Linked DNA regions of Mus musculus: regions 1, 2, 3 and 4 are each linked to region 5. A link is a contact called in public Hi-C and HiCAR-type data. All regions are on one chromosome and are shown on one strand. Each heading gives the region's core, a stretch centred on a gene start, on an enhancer-like site or on the middle of the called end of the contact. The rest is flanking DNA. Distances are from core to core; before and after follow the strand shown. Region 1 overlaps Ets1 (E26 avian leukemia oncogene 1, 5' domain). Region 2 overlaps Ets1 (E26 avian leukemia oncogene 1, 5' domain). Region 3 has its middle 64 kb from the start of Gm27166. Region 4 overlaps Ets1 (E26 avian leukemia oncogene 1, 5' domain). Region 5 overlaps Gm27162 (predicted gene 27162).

What was found. Hi-C and Micro-C count contacts between places; a contact is called where the count stands out from the background. HiCAR-type assays count read pairs that join an accessible place to other places.
Region 1: a Hi-C map of group 2 innate lymphoid cells shows a contact between it and region 5, with 2.1 times the contacts expected there. The contact joins two enhancer-like sites. A contact is called at or near these places in 1 of 15 datasets of contacts at CTCF or cohesin (large pre-B cells), 36 of 484 Hi-C or Micro-C datasets (the AML12 cell line, B cells, CD4 T cells and 22 more), 12 of 115 datasets of contacts at active chromatin or transcription factors (CD4 single positive thymocytes, CD8 T cells, differentiating embryonic stem cells and 7 more) and 1 of 9 other capture datasets (embryonic stem cells).
Region 2: a contact with region 5 is called in a HiCAR-type map of Th17 cells, with 3 times the contacts expected there. The contact joins two enhancer-like sites. A contact is called at or near these places in 1 of 39 promoter capture datasets (macrophages), 2 of 15 datasets of contacts at CTCF or cohesin (CD8 T cells and large pre-B cells), 38 of 484 Hi-C or Micro-C datasets (the AtT-20 cell line, B cells, CD4 T cells and 24 more), 35 of 115 datasets of contacts at active chromatin or transcription factors (CD4 T cells, CD4 single positive thymocytes, CD8 T cells and 27 more) and 2 of 9 other capture datasets (adipose tissue and embryonic stem cells).
Region 3: a HiCAR-type map of Th17 cells shows a contact between it and region 5, with 2.7 times the contacts expected there. The contact joins two enhancer-like sites. A contact is called at or near these places in 2 of 39 promoter capture datasets (both in liver), 1 of 15 datasets of contacts at CTCF or cohesin (CD8 T cells), 29 of 484 Hi-C or Micro-C datasets (3T3-L1-derived adipocytes, the C10 cell line, CD4 T cells and 23 more) and 8 of 115 datasets of contacts at active chromatin or transcription factors (CD8 T cells, Th17 cells, cardiomyocytes and 5 more).
Region 4: a Hi-C map of CD4 T cells shows a contact between it and region 5, with 4 times the contacts expected there. The contact joins two enhancer-like sites. A contact is called at or near these places in 1 of 15 datasets of contacts at CTCF or cohesin (large pre-B cells), 49 of 484 Hi-C or Micro-C datasets (3T3-L1-derived adipocytes, the AML12 cell line, B cells and 26 more), 15 of 115 datasets of contacts at active chromatin or transcription factors (CD4 single positive thymocytes, CD8 T cells, T-cell acute lymphoblastic leukemia and 11 more) and 1 of 9 other capture datasets (embryonic stem cells).

The regions. Positions count from the first base shown.
Region 1 is chr9:32,729,555-32,732,254 of GRCm38.p6, reverse strand. It overlaps Ets1 (E26 avian leukemia oncogene 1, 5' domain), which reads right to left. Exons shown (of 10, transcript NM_001372534.1): 5 at 2,000-2,200. Among named protein-coding and RNA genes, the nearest start is that of Gm3331, 52 kb to the left of the region's middle. Within about 2 kb of position 1,449, at least 78 of the 459 cell types and tissues checked have an H3K27ac peak or open chromatin away from gene starts, as enhancers often do. A contact at or near this core is called in Th1 cells, Th2 cells and group 2 innate lymphoid cells, where this site is marked.
Region 2 is chr9:32,704,936-32,707,635 of GRCm38.p6, reverse strand. All of the region lies in intron 3 of Ets1 (E26 avian leukemia oncogene 1, 5' domain), which reads right to left. Among named protein-coding and RNA genes, the nearest start is that of Ets1, 70 kb to the right of the region's middle. Within about 2 kb of position 1,310, at least 93 of the 459 cell types and tissues checked have an H3K27ac peak or open chromatin away from gene starts, as enhancers often do. A contact at or near this core is called in Th1 cells, Th17 cells, Th2 cells and 1 more, where this site is marked.
Region 3 is chr9:33,094,559-33,097,258 of GRCm38.p6, reverse strand. No RefSeq gene overlaps it. Among named protein-coding and RNA genes, the nearest start is that of Gm27166, 64 kb to the right of the region's middle. Within about 2 kb of position 1,413, at least 5 of the 459 cell types and tissues checked have an H3K27ac peak or open chromatin away from gene starts, as enhancers often do. A contact at or near this core is called in Th17 cells, where this site is marked.
Region 4 is chr9:32,746,432-32,749,131 of GRCm38.p6, reverse strand. The region is part of intron 8 of Ets1 (E26 avian leukemia oncogene 1, 5' domain); the gene reads right to left. Among named protein-coding and RNA genes, the nearest start is that of Gm3331, 35 kb to the left of the region's middle. Within about 2 kb of position 1,336, at least 69 of the 459 cell types and tissues checked have an H3K27ac peak or open chromatin away from gene starts, as enhancers often do.
Region 5 is chr9:32,924,500-32,927,199 of GRCm38.p6, reverse strand. The region is part of intron 1 of Gm27162 (predicted gene 27162); the gene reads left to right. Among named protein-coding and RNA genes, the nearest start is that of Gm27162, 3.1 kb to the left of the region's middle. Within about 2 kb of position 1,294, at least 12 of the 459 cell types and tissues checked have an H3K27ac peak or open chromatin away from gene starts, as enhancers often do. A contact at or near this core is called in Th1 cells, Th17 cells, Th2 cells and 1 more, where this site is marked.

The DNA of each region.
Region 1 (2,700 bases), core at 200-2,699, 200 kb after region 5:
GGCTCGGGGTACTCTGCTACCCCAGAATCAATCGCAGTAGCTGTCGACACTCTACAGAGCCTGACTGCATTTCTTTGCAAAGATCAGTCATCAAGAGAGACTGCTGATACGGGTTTTTCCTCAGGTACCTGCTAGCCTCCTGAGAGCAAAGGCTGATGGGAAAACAAGTTTATGCCTGCACTCAAAAAAAAAAAGTTCCCAGTTGAGATAAAATGATTACACACTGCTTGAGCGGCTTATCAGATTCAAACATCCCCTGCACCTTTGGCCTCCAGCTCCACCCCAAGCAGCTATGCTCTCTGGCTGCCATGCTGCTCCTGTTAGATCAACAGAAGGGACGCTGTCCTACGCACAAACGTCCCTGTCATCCCTTCAGAAACGGAAATCCATAGCCTGACAGTTTTACTGCCTCAAGCAACGGGACCCTGGCTAGGATGACCGGACTTGCCTCCTCACACCGACTCCATTACACCCTGCTTCACTTCAAATCCCTGACAATGCTCCTCTGCATGAACACTGTCAATAGTCTAATCCTGTCTCAGTGGTAGAGTTTCCTCGGAGCATCACAGCAAGAGCACTGGGTGAGAAGTGAAACGAAAACAGACTTGGAAGTAAGTAAAGTTTAAAGGGTCGATCACTGATTGTGGCTAATTTCAAGAGTTTATATTTGGCAGCACTTTGGAATCAAGGATATGAACAGACCATGATCAGCCTCTGACAGACCGAGACTACCCCCAGCTCTGGGTACGTCCACTGCAGGAATTCATTTAGAGTTCACAGAAGCACCATATTGACAGACTATGTTTGGTTTCATGGTCTGGTGCAACCTGCTGTTGTGTTCAGAAGACAGAAGTTAAACCGGTGCTGCGTAGAGTCTGCCACATCCTTCTTTATCCTCCTATGAACAGGTCAATTATGTCAGTGCCTAGGGGTCTGCACCAGTGCCCTTCCTACAGCGAGCAGTTGTCCAGTCCTGAGTAGCAGCAGCCACAGGAAGAGCTACCAAGTCCTTAACTGTGTTCATCCAGGGATCAGTTTCGACAAGAAGCTGAGGTGGAGGAAGACATACCACATTCATATGCCCAGAGGATTGGAACCTAGGTCTCTAGGTCTCTAGAGTGAGGTGTTCGTTCTCTTAAACAAAGGAAGGTCTTACATGGACTGAGCTGTGTGCCCTGCCCCCAGATGCTGTGCCTAGAGATTGAGGCTGGTAACCACAGGGAAAGGGTGGGCCTGGTTACAGAGGGCAGCAGGCTTCTAGGCTTACAGTCAGCTGTAGGGCACTGCTGACTGCTGGTAACTGCCATTTATTTTAAGAAGAAATTTAGACAAATAAGCACAGAAACACCCAAGTTTGCGGCCCGCTGCTGTTGCTATACTCAGCCGGAGCTACGGGACATGAGTCACTTGGTCCAAAAAGGTTAGAAGAGGCCAGGCCAGTAGAGGAGGCTGTGTCATTACAAGGTTGCAACACCACGTCCTGATATAACCCTAGCTTTGGCTCCAAATGTAAAAGGTATTCTACGCTGCCTTAATCCCAAGCCAGTGACTGGCAGAGAAACTTGTCTTGCTAATGGGCTTGGAAAAGCTGTACTCTCCTGTTACCAGAGAGAATACACCACAGACCAACGGAGTATATATCAAACGTTCCAGAGCAGGTGAAACTCCTGTTTTATATATCCAGATTTATTTAAGTTCAGACACTATTTATTCAAATAATGTATGGGTCTAAGAAAATAACTCGAATTGTATACAAGATGCTAGAGAAGTACAATCTTGTTTAAAAAAAAAATAAAATATGAACTCCTAAGGCAGAGAAGAAAATAAGCCAACATGTATTGAGCTCTTGCTTTGAGCCAAACACAGCCCCACATACCGTCTATACCATGGCTGAACACCCACAGGCAACAACAGCAAGAGCATCCCACTGTTGGGCCAGCCTTCCTCCTACTCTTAGAGAAACTCCACCCAGTGCCCCTCCCCATTTGCACACATTTACCTTTCTGCAGGATCTCTAGATGCTCCCACAGGATATCCCCAACAAAGTCTGGAGCCAGCTCGAGGAAGCATTCTTTACCCAGGGCACACAGTGCTGCTCCACTCATACAGAACTTCTGGAAGTCCACACCTTTCAGGCTGAACTCATTCACAGCCCACATCACCCAGTCCCGGACGTGGGTTTCTGTCCACTGCCGGGGGTCTGAGAAGAGAGGCCAAGCGAGGATATAGTAGGTCAGGCTGGGAGAAGGCAGGGAAGGGCCGAAACAGAGCTGACGATGCTAGTTACTCTACACCTTGGGAGCAGCATCTTGTCCAGCACCTCTCAGACTCTTCCTCCCTCATCTAGCACCCCACTTTCCCATCTCCTCAGCTAGGAGGAGCTAAAATCAGCCAACAGCAATTCCCTGCTTTTTTTTTTTTCAGGCCAAGATTTCCATTGATCTCCTCTCTCACCCTGATTCTCATTAAAAAATATCAAAAGCCCCCAGATAAGGGACTATGCCTTCTTTAATGGCAATAGCAATGGAAAGTGTTTCCCACAAACTGCACATGCCTCTTTCTGCTCTCAACGCTGCAATACACTTGAGATTTTTTTATACTCAATTATTTTTTATCTTAGCCACTCAGGTTTTATAATAATCACAGCAATTAGTAATGGTAAGTCATTGAAGTATCATTATTTGTGACCACAGGGACAGC
Region 2 (2,700 bases), core at 61-2,560, 220 kb after region 5:
CACGGAGGCACAGAAGGCCCAAGCAAAGCACATTTCAGTTTAATACAGGAAAACAGGGCTGGGGGATTCTTTTCAAATCTCTTAGGAATAAAAATACAAAAGAAAACCAAGAAAACAAAAACAAAAAAACAACAAAACAACAAAACTCAACCTTCTTAAGGTCCAAAGTCAACCTCTCTCCAAAGAAAAGTGCACATTAGTTTGTCCAGTGCCCTACAGAGCAAGCCACTTTCCTGTCTGCTCCTGGTATTTTGGGTATCTCTGCCACTTTCCTAGATGTGACATCAAGGGTCTGGGCACCCTGTTCCCAGATCTCTAGTTAGCACCCATGTAGACTCACTGAAGATGTAGAGGAAGGGTACTTGCAGCAACAAAAAAGGGGCGACTGCCTTGCTGACATTTCTGTCTCATGTTAGTGGTTATTATGACTATTGTGGAGGCACTCACCACACAAGAGAAATATATAAGCTGGGTGGCTAAATGGAGCCATCAGGACATCTGACAAAGTCCAGCTGTGGTTTTACCATATGGTGCATGTGGCACTGAGAGAACAACTTGGCATCCCTTCTGTATACTCTCCTTTTTCACAAAATATCGGCAACTCATAGGGATTACTGGGGTCTCTGCTGGGTAAAGGCGTGTGTCAAACTGTAACACATTACCAAATTACAAGGCAGTACTTAGGCAGACTGCTAAACATGCACAGCAGATCTCAGTGTCCCCTCCGAATTCAACATCTAAGTATTTCAAAAACCGTGTTGATATCATCCATGTGATTTTTAGAACTGGCTACTGCTGGGTTTGAATGTGTGCTTAGGACCTTTGTGATAAGGTTTTAACATCTCACTTTCTTATCTATGAAACGGGAATAAACGTTTCACTACTACAGAGTAGGATAAGACAATCAGGGTCTTTGCCGCATACCTAGTATTCAAAACCTAATATACAAATATATGTATGTATATATGTACACACACACACACACACACACACACACACACATGGAGGGGGGGAACACCACAACAGCACCAAAAAAATAAAGATGGGTAGGAGTTAGATCTGCCCTCTGATAAGAACTCAATGGCAGTCTTCCTGGTTTTCCTTCCAAATCAACAAGCTGTACCTAGGCCCTTGTTTCCCAAAGAAGGGGTAACTGTCACAGATCTTTCTCAAAATGTAGAAATAACATCAATAAAATGAGATCACAGATAACAAACATGCGTAGGCGACGCCACAGCCAGCCACAAAGGGAGCCTTTGAGAAGCGAGAGGGTCGCTGTTGACACACCAGCACACAGTTAGAGCTTCCTGGATGACTGGGAAGTCAAAGCAGGTGGCATCTTGCCTGCCCCCAACTCCACCAGGCAGGCCATGCCCATGGAGGGGTCAGCCGGTTGCTGCCCAGGAAGCACCTGTGAACAGTCCCACAGGCAGGCATGGGCCCTTCCCTCTGTGCAAACAGGCAGTGAGGACCTTGTCTCACCAGGCTTGTCAGGAAAAGGTGCTGAGATGCCTCACAGCGGAGTACATTCCAGCTGCAGGAGGGGACTGTTTCTCAACAGAACAGAGCAACAAGAAGGGGCAGCTTCCATGAAATAAGTCATTACTCAGACCGCATGGGCAGCTGTGAGGATACAGCTGGGTTCGTTGCTCTGCCTACCAGACTCCTAACCTACATTATGTCTTCCTCCAATTCAGACCCCTCCCTGGAACTGCCTTTAGCTGGCCCTGTGGCCAATGATTATGCAGAAAAGGAAGCTGTTGTACTGGAAGACATGACTCCTGGCCCAGCACTACCTGAAATGACATATTCAGAAATGATCCCAGACAAGTTGAAACCAGGCATTAACTGGGAAGCCTGTTACATGTGATCGTTGGGATAGCTTTGCACAATTCCTAATATCTTCTTGTACAAGCTGCCCTTTACAGAGGTACCCAAAAACTCCCCAGTGACTGAGTCAAAGTAGTGACCTGTCTACCTCATCAATAGCAGTCTATGTTGTTTACCAGCCTTTACTGTTGCCCAAAGTCACAAGCCATCAGTGTTAAGAGAAACCTTAGCTTTTCTAAGTGACTTACTTGGCCAATTAAGAAAGTGAGATTCAAAGCCCGGCGTGGTGGTGCACGCCTTTAATCCCAGCACTTGGGAGGCAGAGGCAGGCAGATTTCTGAGTTCGAGGCCAGCCTGATCTACAGAGTGAGTTCCAGGACAGCCAGGGCTACAGAGAGAAACCCTGTCTCAAAAAACCGAAAAGAAAGTGAGATTCAGAATAAATGAAATTATTTTTTCCCAGAGTCATACAAGCAGGTACACTGATATGGCTAGAATCCTCCTGACAGGAGCTCACTCATGCTCTCTCTCTCTCTCTCTCTCTCTCTCTCTCTCTCTCTCTCTCTCTCTCTCTCTCTCCCTCCCTGTGTGTGTCTGTCTGTCTCTGTCTACCTCTCTCTGTGTGTCTGTTTGTCTATCTATGTGAGTGTCTGTGTTTGTGTGTGTGTGTCTGCCCCCTCTGAAGTTGAACTTACAAAGTAAACTTTATATTTCATAAATAATACTTAATTTTACTCTGATGATAGGTCCCTCTAGTCAGTCCTGATTATTCTCCACTGAATTCTACACATGAGTAGTATCTGGATGGTGTAAGACAACTTACACAAAATATAAGGAATTTATCTAAAGGTTAGATAAAAATACCAAGAA
Region 3 (2,700 bases), core at 164-2,663, 170 kb before region 5:
TGTTTAAAGAAAATAAAAAGAAGCCATAATTTTTAGATTGAGCACAGTAGGGTAGAGTTGTGCACACATTGAGGGCAGGGTATTAAACACAATGCTCATATGAAATTCTTTATAAACAGTAGGTTAATTAAAGACATTATCTTCCTTCAAACACAAAACAAAACAAGGAGGGACAGACACTGTCCAAAACTACCTGGGAATCAGTGTAAGAGCCAAGCTTGAGGCTTTCATCATGGAAGTCAGACCGATGTCTTTTTATTCCTTAGCATCAGTGAATCACAGTGCTGCCGAGGTAGACTATAGATACTAGAGCACCAAGCAGGCCAGCAGCCTGCCATGCCACACCACATGCCTAGGTTTCTCAGCCTCTTTCCTTATGCAAACTGAAGAATGGTTTAGAGCTCACATCATACAACTAAAAAATGAATGAGAGGTCCAGTGTTTCAAATGTCAGTAGGGGAGGGTGCTCTCATGAGCAACTGAGCCTAGTGTTTAGAGGGGCTATGAAGCAATGAGATACCTGACCAAAGGAGGAATCAAAGCATACAACAAAACATCTAGAAATGATGGGTTGAGACTTCTTGGCTATCTCCCAACTTCGAAATGAGTTGGAGATGTTTACCTCAACGATGCAAACAGATAGTGAATAAAACATGTCTGGAATTTTGTGTTCAGAAAATGTGACAAGCTTGAATCTGATGACTTTGAGACTCATCTGAAATATGGGTTTCAGCTCAACTGCAAAGCTTTTAAGGAATCCACGATATTGCTGCTATGCACTGCAGCTTGCCCTGTGTGTGTGTAGGGGGGAGCATTGAAAAGAAACTGTGAGATAGAAGACGTGAAGAGAAGAGGAGAGGAGGGGAGGGGAGGGGAGGGGAGGAGAGGAGAGGAGAGGAGAGGAGAGGAGAGGAGAGGAGAGGAGAGGAGAGGAGAGGAGGAGAAGTGAGACAAAGAAGTAGCAACCATATTCTGGATAAGCAGATCTCTAAAGTGAGCATTCTCCCCAGCAGCCTCAATGAACTGAGAATTTGACATTTATTTTTGAGCCAAAAAGAATGATTTTAAAATTGTTCTTCAGGTGCTTGTGTAAATGCACTCATATTTACAGACTGTGGTGTGATTACATAACCAAAATACCATGATACTACTTAACTTCTGGATGGGAGATAAAGACATTATTTTAATCTTGTCTTTGTGTTAAATTGAGTGCTCAATGTTAATTCTTCTTACCTCAGGAAAAGCCTTATTTCATATACTGAAGGAGAGATAACCGTTTGATTTTGTTTTCATGGAAAATTACTTTACTTCTCATATGTGTGAGAAATATTTGTGATTACACAGAACCCTGATCTGCTGGAATTGCACTTGCTAGTTAGAGAAAGTCCGGCAGGTGTCGCTGTAACACTGCTCAAATTTAATATAGTTCCCTCACAGGCAGGATGGTCAAGTACAAGGCTTTTGGTTGTGAGCTCTTCACTAGCAAAGATCTTTACCTCAATTAGAGTTCATGACAGCCTCAAGAAAAGCTAGTCTGTCTGTTAGGACCCTAATTCAAATCTGAATGTTTGGAGATCACCAGAGAAATATATAATCAGAGTACAAGTTAGCACATCCATGGGAAAAGCAACTTGGCAATAGCTTCCTAGCCATAGGTTTAAACTGTTACATGCAACTGTATAAAGTACACTCTGCCCATCCACTGTTTCAATACTCTGGGGCACAAAGTGCATTCAACCCAAGGGGTTTGCCATTGACTCGCTTTTCAAAACTGGAAGAAATTAAAGGTGCACAATACAATAATTCAAAACTCCTTATAGACAAGCACTATGGTTTCTTTCTTTCTTTCTTTCTTTCTTTCTTTCTTTCTTTCTTTCTTTTTTTATACTGTTGGCAAATATGCTCACAATCTTTCAGAATCAAAATGAGTAAAAGTTTTTTTTTAATTAGGTATTTTTCTCGTTTACATTTTCAATGCTATCCCAAAGGTCCCCCATACCCACCCCCCCAACCCCCTACCCACCCACTCCCCCTTTTTGGCCCTGGCGTTCCCCTGTACTGGGGCATATAAAGTTTGCAAGTCCAATGGGCCTCTCTTTGCAGTGATGGCCGACTAGGCCATCTTTTGATACATATGCAGCTAAAGACAAAAGCTTCCGGGTACTGGTTAGTTCATATTGTTGTTCCACCTATAGGGTTGCAGTTCCCTTTAGCTCCTTGGGTAATTTCTCTAGCTCCTCCATTGGGGGCCGTGTGACCCATCCAATAGCTGATTGTGATCATCCACTTCTGTGTTTGCTAGGCCCCAGCATAGTCTCACAAGAGACAGCTATATCTGGGTCGTTTCAGCAAAATCTTGCTAGTGTATGCAATGGTGTCAGCATTTGGAAGCTGATTATGGGATGGATCCCTGCATATGGCAATCACTAGATGGTCCATCCTTTCGTCACAGCTCCAAATTTTGTCTCTGTAACTCCTTCCATGGGTGTTTTGTTCCCATTTCTAAGAAAGGGTAAAGTGTCCACACTTTGGTCTTCGTTCTTCTTGAATTTCATGCGTTTGGCAAGTTGTATCTTATATCTTGGGTATCCTAAGTTTCTGGGCTAATATCCACTTATCAGTGAGTACATATTGTGCGAGTTCCTTTGTGATTGGGTTACTTCACTCAGGATGATACCCTCCAGGTCCATCCATTTGCCT
Region 4 (2,700 bases), core at 87-2,586, 180 kb after region 5:
TGGCCTTGAACTTGTAATCCTCCTGCCTCATACCCCTGAGTAGTTGAGATTGGAGGTTTGCACCAGCAAGACCAACTATGGCAACCCTTCACACTTGACAATGTCACCCTCATTCATTTTGTGTTCTCGGCTTGCAGACTACCTGCCCAAGGCAGTGACTCAAAGCTGGCAGTAGAGGAGGCAAGATTAGACATCAGGTTCTTCTACTCCATCCACATTTCCACTTCAAATGTAGTTCATATCTATCATCTGGGCCCTGGTAAGAGGCTAACACAAGACGTGAGCTCGTATGGATGGAGTCGCCACCAGACAGCTGTTGTCCTGGCAGACTGCTCCTATTTTTACCAAGGTTTCTTTTTAAACTATCCCTACATCGCTCCTCTGTGGGGCTGTGTGGGTGAACACATATGTGCACATATATAGAGGAAAAGAAACCTCAGGTGTCTGAGAGAAGCCACCCACTGCTGTAGTGATCTGGAAGTCCAAACAGACTAGACTAGAGCTAACTAGCTAGCTAGGCCAGAGCTCCAGGAATCTCCCTGACCTTTCCTTCCTAGCACTAGATGTCGAAAGCACACCAATGTGCCATGCTTTTTAAGGTAGGTGCTAGAGATCTGAGGGTCAAACTCCATTCCTCGTGCTTGGGAGGTAAGCACATTGCCAGCCGAGCCATCTGCCCATCTTCCCACTTTCACTGTGTTTCCTATTACTGGAATGTATATGATTCCATGGAGGCCCTCTGACAACACCTGACCAGCACACACCTCCCTGCTAACAATTCTAACACTATGTGTTTTATCAAATGCCTCCAGGTTGGTACTCTTACGTTTGTGATGTCAGCCATGATACCTCAACATTTAATGAATGCTTTTGCCAAAACCATAATCCTCGGGGGGGGGGGGGGGAGTGGAAGCATACAGGTTTGAAAGGTACCTAAAGGCATCTCTCTATTAAATTATATTTGGGGCCAAAATATGGATGACACCCAGGCTATGCTGTACCAACACACTCCCAAAATAAAGCAGCCACACCTCTTGTCCTTAGGGGGTTCATGGCGCTCTAAGAAGCTGAAGTTCTTTAGTTCTACTCTGAAATTCAAATTGAATACCTCAGTGTGGATAGGAATGGCATATTTATTTTAACCTATGAAACTCTCATGGTTGAGCACCCTTGCAACGGGGCTGACTCTGCCCTGAGACACATCTGGCAGGTGGCCCTAAAACAGCGAATAAGCCTGGCTGGCCCCTCCCTTCCAGCCAGGTGTCTCTGCCCACAGCCAACGGCGACAGCAAAAACAGAACACTGGAGTCCGGAAGTGACCCGTCTGCTCAGCATAGCCTCCCTTTTTATACCCCGGGGAGCACCTGTCTCTGCGATGGGGTGGGTGACTCCAGAGTCTTCATACACCCTTCTAAGTCATTTACAAACAATCCCAGAATCTTATTGTTTCCATGAAGTCATGGTGTTGAGGGGCCAATTAAATAGAAATCAGCCAGCAGTTTCTTGCTGTGTATTGGACCCTGTGCAGAGCTGCACTGGGGCCTGTGTGAGGATGACACTGCTCTGTAGCTCGGCTCTCAAGGCCTGGAGAGAACTTTGATAAGAGAGAGCAAAGGCTGTCTGATATCTACTTCAGTTCTATGCCTAGAGTTGTCACCTCCTGTTTCTTCTGAGTTGTGGCTTTCTGGTACCACTGTACCATCCCATCTGGCCTCTAACGTGGCCTAAATATGGTGTATTCTACAGTCTTCCCACAATGCCTTGATTTAGTAAGTCCCTACTATCCTGTACTCTATAAATGTGGCCCTGTGTCAAAGCCTACAAATCAAGAGTAGTGAATAGAATATAAACTCTACTAATGAGACCATTAAAGTTATACTTGCTAAACACAGTGATGAAAAATAATTCAGAAACCCAGAAAGTCAAACGCGTGCGCACACACACACACACACACACACACACACACAAATGCATGCAGACATATATACACATAAAGCCTGCACAGATGGTGACCCATACAGAACTTTGATTTTAATTCTTCCTGGTGAAAATGAAAGATAATGCAACTCAAACTCCCTGGGCTTCGTTTTCCTGTTCCTAAAATGGAATAGCAATTTTGCTTGTCTTTAATCTACAGATGTCCATTAGGCCTCTCTTAGAGAAAAATGGCAGTCATAAGGAGAGAACACTGAGGAATGAACGTCAGAGCCGAGCAGTCTGGGAAAAACACAGAAATCGTGCAGAAAAGTGAAAGATAGCGGAAGAGGCATTTGTCAAAACAGAACTTTCAAAGGAATAGCTGTAAACTGCCTAGATAAAATTTAATAATGCTTCCAAGAATGAAATCAACTTTCATGTGGCAACTTTCAGGAAGTATAAACCTGGGAGATGGTTTTAAAAATCAATCATATCAATGTAATTTTTAAAACATCTTTATGGAATAACCACTGAACTACTGTAAGTTCAGAATGAGAATGAAAGCACCCGCTAATTAAGAGTGGGTACGCACCATGAGAGGTAGCAGAGTTAGGAACCGACCTGGCTTGGGGAAACCTGGGTCACAGACAGACTTAGCTCCTCATTCCCACGTGATGCATTTTCTCTAATCATTCCTGCTCCGGCCAAGCCCCCACTACCTTCCCCAGTGCTTGCACAAGCATGGGTCTACGTGGTCTACCAGTACTGAGAAGTGGGGTACCT
Region 5 (2,700 bases), core at 45-2,544:
TCCCTTAGGTCTCTTGAATAGTCAAAATACCTTTGGTCTGTCTTGTTGGTAAGAGTTAAAGTATACCATTTTGGTTTAAGAACTCAATAGTAAGTGCTTGCCTAGGAAGCCCTTGTGTTTGTTGCCTAGCAAAACAAAACAAACAAAATAATATTGTGGTCATTATAAGTGCGGAAATGTTCGTTCTCCACTCATTAGATGAGACTTTATTTGCCTCAGGACCAGAATTCCTTGCTCTCCCAGCAGTGCTGCAGAAAGACCAATGGTGGAGGTGGTGGTCTTTTAGATCGTATACCTGCAAATGAAGACAAAGCACACAGAAAGCAGAGGAAAAACTCCCAAGTCTAGGTTGGCATAAGATGACCAACTGCACAAGCAGCAAAGCTAACAACAAAGGCATGGGTCAGGGCGTTCTCACAGGAAGGGACATGCTATCAAGTGCCTAGCTTCAATTATATATGCTGATTAACTTTAAGGACTTGACATTCACTGTTAATTTTTCCCTAAAGGGAAAATGATCATAGAGTCTCCAACACCCAGCAACAAAAAGTGACTCCCCCAGAACAAGACACAAAAGCTCACAGAATGAGGAAGAGTGGAGCTTCTCACACCTTTTGTGACAAATAAAACTCGTGACCACAGTACACTTGATACTTCACGGTTGGGCTTGAGCATTTCTGCACACTGTTCAGTCTGTGTTATGTTTTCTGTAAGCAGAATCAAAGAAGGTAGAGGCAGCCGCAGAGCTGCACTCTGTTTTCAAAGGTGCAGTTACACTTCTAAACTGTGGCAACAAGACACACCCTGAAGAAAGAGAGCTTTGCTTCTTCACATGAAAACAGAAACCAAGATAGCTTATGATGTCTCCTACATACCAAGAACGTGGCCCGACCTTTAAAAGCCATGTTGAGGTAAACAGGCCTGGTACTTAACACAGCATGTTGTTCCACTAAAGGGCCCTCCCACCATCTTCTGCTCTCCCTACTTCTAGCTCCAAAGCTTCTGGATATCAAATTTTTCATCAAAAAACTTCCTGTGGCCCATTGTCTTAGGACCCAGTTCTTTAGAGAATGCAGGTCATCTGGGTTCATTCCTGTTAACCCCAACATTCAGGTCAAACATCAGCTTTGTGTGCAGGAAGAGAGTCACTGGAGACCCAGCCTTTGTGGAAAGCAGTGTTTTCGCGACAGAGGGTTCTCACACAGGGGCAGATTGACGTAGAAGAGTATGAGCTGCGGAGAAAACTGGGGAAGTGGCATAATGTGGGAAGCTGCCCAAGTTGCCCATGTGTGGATGCAATACAGTGGGAAACTAGCACCCTTTACAGTTTTGCAACTTCCTTACAGGGTGGCGCACACATGGGATGAGGGACGAACGTTCATGCTGACACTTTCAAGGCAGTTTCTGGATATAGATTAGAAAATGAAGGCTGCATAAGGAGACCTTGAGCAGGGGATCTGGACAAGCAATGATTTTCAACTCCATTTCCCACACAGTATCCTCTCCCCTTTCCTCCCCTCCCCTCTCCTCCCCTTCTCTATTCCTCCTTTTCTTTTTGTTATTGTTTCCCTATCACTCATTCTCATTCTCTCTCTACTCTTCTCTCCCCTCTCTCATTCATATGAGCTAAATTGTAAAAACGCACAGTTTTGGGCCTCCCTGCCAAATCACAACTATTGTGGAAAGCATGGCACCTAGCAGCTATCTACTTAGCACCATGCTCGACAATGTTGTTGTCAATTTCCCTAGCAATCCAAGATACATCTAGGACACGGTAAGGAAACCATGTAATTCCTGTATATGGCACAATGTTGGTCACACTGTAAATTGCACAGATTGTCACTTCTTCCCCAGCTGGCCAATACATTCATTGATAAGAAAGACGCATGTATTAAGTGCCTATTACTTTGCCCAGTACTCTGCGGTGTGCAGAAAATGTAGTGGTGACTAAAACAGATGCTCCGGTATGGTCAAGTGACAGCATCAAATAAGACAAATATCAAGAAATGAGTCATAGTCACGTCAGATATTTGGTATACACTGATAAACAGACTAGCAGAATGCACAGTAACATCATGCAGAAAGAAAAAAGGAGGTTACAATTTGGCTTCATACTGAAGCTCAATGGTGCTAGTTACCGAGGTTAATAGATAAGGAATGAGAAAAAGCCCATATTATGAGAATTTTCAATGTAACTGGACAGACAGAGTGCTATACAGAAAACAATGTGAAAGCAGCTAAGCTGATTATATGTACATCACTGCAGAAGCAAAGGGACAGAGAGGAGAACTGTAGGGCATAGTGAAGGAGCAATTAACCGATCTGTGAATGCCTTGGTTGGCATATGAGGAGGCTTGGAGACACAGGTAGAAGAAACAAAGGAAGGTTTTGGACTTTCAACCAAGAGATTTCATTGTCACAGAAAGACTGCTGATAGTCATCAAAACTGGTTTTCACTTTGCAAATTGCGTCAATACAGAGGTTGACAAATTTTGATCAAATGTTCTATCTAGATGCCAGGGGGTGGCTTCAAACTTTAAACTCCTGAAAGGATGTTTTATTCATCACTCTGGGTGTCAGGGGAGAGTCTGAACTAGTTGTTGGCACAGAGTTACAAACATGTGAGTGTGCATTGGATGGACGAATGGGGAAGTAAAGAAACTGGGGCTCGTGGCAATGAGGCTTATGAAAGAAGTTCAG